Linked DNA regions of Danio rerio: region 2 is linked to region 1. The links are chromatin contacts, called in public HiChIP or PLAC-seq maps. All regions are on one chromosome and are shown on one strand. Each heading gives the region's core, a stretch centred on a gene start, on an enhancer-like site or on the middle of the called end of the contact. The rest is flanking DNA. Distances are from core to core; before and after follow the strand shown. Region 1 holds the start of her6 (hairy-related 6). Region 2 overlaps opa1 (OPA1 mitochondrial dynamin like GTPase).

What was found. HiChIP or PLAC-seq counts read pairs in DNA pulled down with a chosen protein or histone mark.
Region 2: an H3K4me3 HiChIP or PLAC-seq map of embryo shows a contact between it and region 1, with 3 times the contacts expected there. The contact joins the enhancer-like site here to the promoter of her6 in region 1. A contact is called at or near these places in 5 of 18 Hi-C or Micro-C datasets (caudal fin, embryo and an unstated tissue) and 3 of 4 datasets of contacts at active chromatin or transcription factors (caudal fin, embryo and gastrula embryo).

Annotation. Positions count from the first base shown.
Region 1 is chr6:39,109,116-39,112,968 of GRCz12tu, forward strand. her6 (hairy-related 6) reads right to left here and starts at 1,370. Exons shown (of 4, transcript NM_131079.2): 1 at 1,038-1,370; 2 at 855-950; 3 at 655-742; 4 at 1-517. The coding sequence starts at 1,145. The region is part of intron 3 of LOC137490239 (a long non-coding RNA gene); the gene reads left to right.
Region 2 is chr6:39,319,523-39,323,393 of GRCz12tu, forward strand. opa1 (OPA1 mitochondrial dynamin like GTPase) reads right to left here. Exons shown (of 29, transcript NM_001007298.1): 18 at 644-708; 19 at 318-394. Among named protein-coding and RNA genes, the nearest start is that of opa1, 31 kb to the right of the region's middle. Within about 2 kb of position 2,424, at least 11 of the 62 cell types and tissues checked have an H3K27ac peak or open chromatin away from gene starts, as enhancers often do.

The sequences.
Region 1 (3,853 bases), core at 120-2,619:
CAAGGCCGCCAAACGGAGTCTGACGTGACGGACGGTGCTCCCGGAGAAACGGCCACCGGAACCGGTGTGTTGGAATTGTTTGCGTAGACTGGAATAACAGGGCCGTTTGGAGCAAAGGCAGCGTTGGGAATCAAAAAGGCGAACTGTCCGTCGGTTGCCGGCACAAGCTGGAAACCCCCATATACTTTAGTTGCGTCAGAAGTCAAGTTGGAGGATGAGCCGCTTTTGCAGGGGACTCCGCTAAGAGGCACAACGTTGGCTTGCTGAGTCGCGCTGGGGATCTGAACCATGGGTTGACTGAAGGATGGATGAGGAGGCCCGGCAGGTATCTGGTGCTGTGTTGGATAGTTCATGGCGTTGATCTGTGTCATGCAGCTGGCTAGGTGACCTAGCAGCCTAGTCCTGACCTCGGTGTTAACCCCTTCACATGTGGACAGGAACCGGGTAACCTCGTTCATGCATTCACTGAATCCAGCTCGGTACTTCCCAAGAACGGTGGGATCTGTGTTTAGGGCAGCTGTTGGGTAAACGAGAAAATAGATTAAGTTCAACTTAAATTATTTTAGCTCCTTAAACGTCTTTATTTTATTGCATTAGTTACATAAAGAGAATGCAAGGTGCATTTTCTGAAAGGTTTTAACTCTGGCGACTTACCGGTCATTTGTGCGCGCTGCATGTTTCTGAGATGTTTCACTGTCATCTCCAGGATGTCGGCTTTCTCAAGTTTAGAGTGTCTGGAGCTCTGAGAGTGAAGAAAGAGACTGATTTAGATATGCGGCTATATAAAGAAATGCATTAATATTCCAGCCAGATATAGCCTAACTGAAAGACTCAGTCGGACTTTCGGTACTTACATCTTTTTTCAGAGCATCCAAGATTAACGTTTTCAGCTGACCCAAGCTTTCGTTGATTCTCGCTCTTCTTCTTTTCTCCATAATGGGTTTAGAAGACTAAAATGCAAAATAAAAACAAAATGAGTCAATCTGTCTAATCACTTCTTGAAGCACTATAGTTCGTAGCTTAATATCAATACCAACCTTTCTGTGTTCCGAAGCCGTTTTGGGTTTATCAGGTGTAGTGTTCATGCTCGCCGGAGTCGCGGCGACCGGAGAAGAGGAGTTTTTTTCCATGATATCGGCAGGCATCTTCTCTGGGAAGTATCCTTTCGTGATCTTGTTTATAAAAAGAAATCCTCCCGCACAGCTGCTTCTAGTGGAGTAAACGCTGTCAAGTACGCTGATACAGTTCCAGTTATGAATGGATATCCGCACGAAGTGTCCCGAGTTCAACTGGTGCGGCAATGATGTCACAGTCTCTGATTTCACCGTTCGCCAGCGGTCGTAGCAACTGCCTGCCTCAGCGTCGTGTTGGTCTTATTTATATCTCCGGCTGCACGCGAACGGCTCGTGTGAAACTTCCCAAACTTTCTTTCCCACAGTAACTTTCTACCAATCAGCGCGCGGGACACGCGGCCCGAGGGGAGGATGGCTCGTGGTCGGCGCCCCTCCATTGGTTGTTTAGCGTTTGAGCGGGTGGCCAATGGCGCGCGGCCGGGTTTAGGGCACAACCGGGACTGCCTTCAATCATTCAGTTTACATATTAACACTTAAGAGCCAGTCTCCGCTCAGAAACAGCAAACTTTGTAATTGTAATTCAATACACATATAGATCCAGTGAAACTTAGAAGGAAACTAAAATGTGCCTGCGTCACACTCACCAAAGAGAGAGACAAGTTGTTTATTATTGGAATTAACATTTAAAAACATTAGAGACATGTCCAAATTAAAGTGACAATTCATAACACAATTTTAAAAAGTTTTGGAAAGTGTATTTTTTATAAACTTTTTACAACTTTTAATGCTGCATGTATTTCAAATATTAGGCTATTTAATTTTTAAATAGGTATCTTCTATGTTATTATGTTTTTAATAGCCTATGTAATATTTTATAGTCATTCAAATATGAATTTTGTGTAATAGGATCCTTCATAAATCGTTCTAACATATAATTTATTTTCAGTTTTATTTATTTTTTATTTTATTTTTTAAATAAATAAACAGCAAACAAAATAACACTTCCAAAACTTTGGCCACTTAGTTGTTATATGGCAAATGATAAGTCATAAAACTTGCTTTTAAAAGAGGTCTATAAATCTGAAACACAGTTGAAAAGTTCACTCTTGTATTTTTAAATTTTCACACTGTAGAATCTGTTTATCTTCTCACAATTATTTCTGTCGCTCGACTTAAAAGTGGTTGAAATTGTTGTTAACCATATCCTTGCGGGCTTTAACTTCCACACCACTTGTCTAAATTAAATTTACACTTTCAGTTCTCGAGTGTTCAACTTTGTTTTTACAGTGTAGAAGTATATTCGACAAGGCAGCGCCGTATTTCTTTAAGCGCGTCGCTGCTGTTGGCATTTTGACATCTGTCGGCTCACGAGCACTATTGTGAATGTGGAGCACGTGCCAGGATGTTTTATTACCTCGGTGGTTGAGGTTTGGCTGGCGGGCTAGGGGTGGCGGTGGTGGTTTACATTAGAGGGAAGGTAAATAGCAGCTGCTGTTCTAAAAGCCTGGGAAAACCACGCCCACTGAGAGCTCGATCGGGCTTATCGGAATGCGAGCCAGTGTGGAGATATTTCAGACCGAAAGCGCGCACTGCACGGGTAGTGTCCTTGACTGTGTCAAACAGAAGCGACTCTAATTTAGGTCATGATTTTATGATCCTCGGATGAGTTCGCAAAGAAAAGCCACCAAACAAACACTATATTCATTCATGCTTTTCTCTCTGTACCTAGTCTGTGTGTGCAATGAATTCTCAAAGTTCACTTTTTGAATGCTGCGCTAAAAGTAAAAATGGATTTTCGTATATGTTGACGTATATGTGCTATTATAAATATATACTTGTCAGTTAGCGGTCTGGCGTAACCTACTGACAGGAAAGGCAGCGGTTGGAGTGTGTGGAGTGGGTTGCCAGCCCTCTGATATGCACATTTGCAGGATGAGAGTCTCCAGCTGCTGCAGACCCCGCGACACGTGGCGCGCAAGCGGCGGGGGAAGGCGCTGCTCCTGCCGGCTTTGCGCGCGTCTGCGGGACAGAGCGCCGGGGGTTCGCCTGCAGTTCATGACTGTGATATATCATAGTGGCAGGCTGCTGAACTGTCTACTTTGCTGTATGCGTTTCTAATCACATTTCTTCAACTTTTGCTGTATAATGCGTATTGACGAGTCATGACAGCACTACATTACATTGTCCATGTAACATACCCATGTTGTTGTTAATTACTGGAGTAACTAATGAAATACGTATATAATTGTAAGCAGATCCACTCAACATTTACATTTTATTCATTACCATCATTAGTTTTACATGGTACAGTAATGAACAGTTTATTGTATAGTGTGTCTCTTTACTTTAAATGAGATACAGATGTTGTAACACCACAGGATGAGTTGCAAAGCAATCTGTAAATGCAGTTAAGTATTTGGATTTTAATACATAGTTAAGGCAAAAAAAATTAAAATGATGCATGCATCTGTGCATCTTCTAGACTCACAAAGTGTCTGCCTAGCTGTTTTATGAAACACGAAGGACCAAAATCTTCTAATATTCTCAACATATTAGATGACCTGAGTGTGAGTAAATTAACTGCTCTGTAACTGCGTTTAGAGTGAAATATATATTTATATTTCATATTTATAATACAAAATATAAAAATAGCTGATGAATAAAAAAGTTTACTGTATTTGCATACAATTGGAATAAAAATGCTTAAGAAATTGGGGGAGGTGATGGAGGGGTGGAATAACAATTATTTCGAACAAGTAAATTAGTGTTACACCCCACCC
Region 2 (3,871 bases), core at 1,174-3,673, 210 kb after region 1:
ACCAAACTTTGACAACTTCTGCTACTGAGAAACCTGATAATGTGGAAAGAAGTCCTCAAGCCCTGATTATGTGCCTGTTTAACTGAGCTTTGTTGCAGTTTTGTGATGCAAGCTCACGTTGTACAATAAAAGCAATTCTAGTTTGTAGACATTTTGTAGTCAGTTACAATTTAGTTACTTTTTAAATAGGTCAAACAAAATGAACAATAATTCGCACAGGGTACATTGATATTATGATATTAATTTGATTTTAAAAAATGCTCAATCGATTGAGTACATCTAATTTCATAGCAGTTTTGCAAAAGATAAATGCTCACCAGTGTTTTGGTGTAACTTGACTCAAGCTGATCACCTCATCCAAGATCTCATTTTTGGCCTTCTCGTAGAGCTCGTTCTATGAATTAGGAACATGGTATGACAGTTAGAAAACATATACTTCAGCTTTGGTTTTACCACACATGATTATTATTACATTGTTGCATGATTATTACATGATTTAAGTGCTTTTTTGGGGCGAGGAACCGCACTAATGATGCACCAATTACTTTCGACAATTTTAAATTAGAATACTAAACTAAAATTCAGCAAAGTGTGCAAGACTTAAAAATGTAGTTTAGTTTAGTTCAACCCGCTGATTTCTTACCCTGTCCAGCTCTCGTAAGCGAGGATAGTTGTTCTTCCACTCAGTCTCCAGGTTAAATCGAGAAGCTGCACAGCAAAGAAAATCTGGGTCAGTTTAGATTATTTTAGGTTATACCCAAGTAACGCAGCTAGTTACTTTTTTGGAGAGTAACCCAATGTCGTAATTTATTACTTTTAAAAGTAACTTTCCCTAACACTGATCAGGGGGGCATTTCCGAAAACCATCGTTAGCAAACTGAGGTCGCAAGTTCCGTTGTTACATACAATTAGCTAATTAAGTGTTTCCCAAATCCATCGTTCCAACAAACATTTGCAAACTGTTTGAACTACACCTCTAGAGCTGTAGTTAGAGAAATAGTTCCCAGTTGTGTTCAGTTTGCAGTTATCCCCTCTATGCTCTATTCCTTTCAAATGTTTAGGACAAAAAATAACGAACACGTTGCTTTAAATTTTCATTAAAATGTATATACTGCACGTATTGCTCTGGAGTCAGGAAGTTGTCAGAATCTAACGTTATCCTTAATTATATTTTTTAAGTGCTTTTTTTTAAAGGTAAATGAAAGTCAAACAGTGTGTTGTTAACTGCAAAACTCCCATTAAAATACATAGGAAAAGACCCTAAAAGTTCTGAAAGAGATCAAGTCTCAAGCCGGGTAAGAAAAAAATGCAAAAGTAACTCAATAGTACTGCATTACTTACCATAAAATGTAAATAAGTAATGCAGATAGTTACTTTTTTGGAGAGTAACTCAATATCGTAATTTATTAATTCAAAAAATAACCAACACCCCAACACTGATCAGGGGTGTGTTTCAGAAAACTATCATTAGCCAACTAAAGTCGCAAGTTCCGATGTTACAAACAATTAATTAATTTTGTGTTTCCCGAATCCATCATTCTAAACATTCGCAAACTGCGTCGCTACTTGTGCATTTGAACTAAACCTCTAGAGCTGTAGTTAGAAGCATAGTTCCAGGTTGTGTTCTATTTGCAGTTATTCCCCTATAACCTATTCCTTTCAAATGTTTAAAACAAAAAGTAGCAAACACTTTGCTTTAAACTTTCAATAAACTGTATATACCGCATGTATAGCTCTGGAATCAGAAAGTTCACAGAATCTAACGTTAACCTAATTTATAATTTTTAAAATGTTTTTTAAAGGTAAATGTGTGTTGTTAATTGCAGAGCTGCTATTAAAAAAAGGAAAAAATCCCAAAAGATCTCCTAAAAGAAACTTAGTAACACAACATTTTTTTTTTTTTAGAGTAACTTAATATAGTAATTTTTTCTTTCAAAAGTAACTTTCCCCAACAGTGATCAGGGGTCCGTTTCTGAAAACCATCGTTAGCCAACTAACGTGACTCGAACAACGGATCTGCAATAGAGCAATTACAGTTTTGGGAAACACTCGTCACAACATCAATCTTTTCCCAAATGATGCATCTTACTATTGTAGATCAGCCACGATTTACGCTGTTGTTTGGGAAACGCATCCCAGAACAGATGAATGTTAAACAACGAATACTTGAATAAACCAATTAATTAAGTTCACTTAGTCTCCAAAAACAATAAAGCAAACTTTTGACCAAAACAAACTTTCCAATGACAACAGCCCTATTCCTCAGACGCTTCTTCCCATCTCCCTCTGTACACAGACCCAACCACCAGATAGACTGTGCCGCAGCCGTGATCAATGCATCTGGAGCCAAGCGTGCACTGTATCAGCAACCCCACGTCCCCAAGGGGCCTCATGTCCCCAGCACACACTCGGGCCGGCCGTCTCGCTCACACAATGGAGATGACGCTAATTGCTCTGGTTATCGGGCCGGCCCCAGTGCAGCTGTAGAGATCGATAGCCCACACAAAGGTTTGAGGAGCGTCCCGGGTCAGGCAATAAATCTCCAGGCAGAGCGTTAGCAGCGGTGGCCTGTTAATTGGCAGCGCGGAGGCCTAAAACGTGCCTGCAGCAGAAAGTCTGATGCCGGGGTGAGGTGTGACGAAAATCAGCGCGCGCAGGACTGGGGAACAGGCTCTGGGTTTCAGAGTTAAGTGGCTGTCGAGCTGTTTGGTTTGGATTCTATTAGGGTTTATTTACTGGGTCTCATGAGAGCTGATGTGGACAACGCTTCTCAAAATGCCCTTGAAAATCAGCATCTTATTAAGGACTAAAAATAGAAATGGTAAAACAAAAAGCAAGACAATGTTCCTATGTTCCTTTATTATTTCAATGTTTACAAACACTAGATTTTAGCACTAACGCAGTAGTTTTTAACTATTATGGTTGTACAGTCCAGACAATAACTACAGAACTCAGATATGTTTTGAGTTATTTGAAACTTATGGACGTTTTACTAACTATGGTGATGTTTCCATAGTTTTTAAATTTGTGATTTGAGTAAAATTTATTTATATTTGAATTATGAAAATAATATACACGTAAGCATATCATACACACATACATATCACTCACTATTCATTTTGTGCTATAGCACTAACGCAGTAGTTTTCAACCATTTTGACTGAAAAGCCATGACAATAATTACACAACTCGTATTCATTTCTTAGTTATTTGGGATTTATGAATTTTTTACAAACAGTGGTGATGCTTCTATAGTTTTTAACATTATGATTGCAGTTAAATGTATTTAGATTTGTATTATGAAATAATACATGCACATACAGTTGAATTCAGAATTATTAGCCCCCCTTTGAATTTTTTTTTTTTCCAAATGATGTCATATCATAGTATGATAATTTTCATAGTATGTCTGATAATATTTTTTCTTCTAGAGAACGTTTTATTTGTTACATTTTGACTAGAATATAAGCAGTTTTTAATTTTTTTTAAAACCATTTCAAGGTCAAAATTATTAGCACTTTTAAGTTGTATCTTTTTCCTGATAGTCTACAAAACAAACCATTGTAATACAATAACTTGTCTAATTACCCTAACCTGCCTAGTTAACCTAGTTAAGCCTTTAAATGTCAGTTTAAGCTGTATAGAAGTTGTATAGAAAATATCATGGCAAAGATAAAAGTAATCAGTTATTAGAAATGAGTTATTAAAACATTTATGTTGAGAAATGTGTTGAAAAAAATTTTCTCTCCGCTAAACAGAAATTGGGGAAAAAAAACAAACGGGGGGGGGGTTGGCTAATAATTTAGACTTCAACAGTACATATCACATGCACACACATATGATACACTATATTTCTGTGCTTTATACTTTA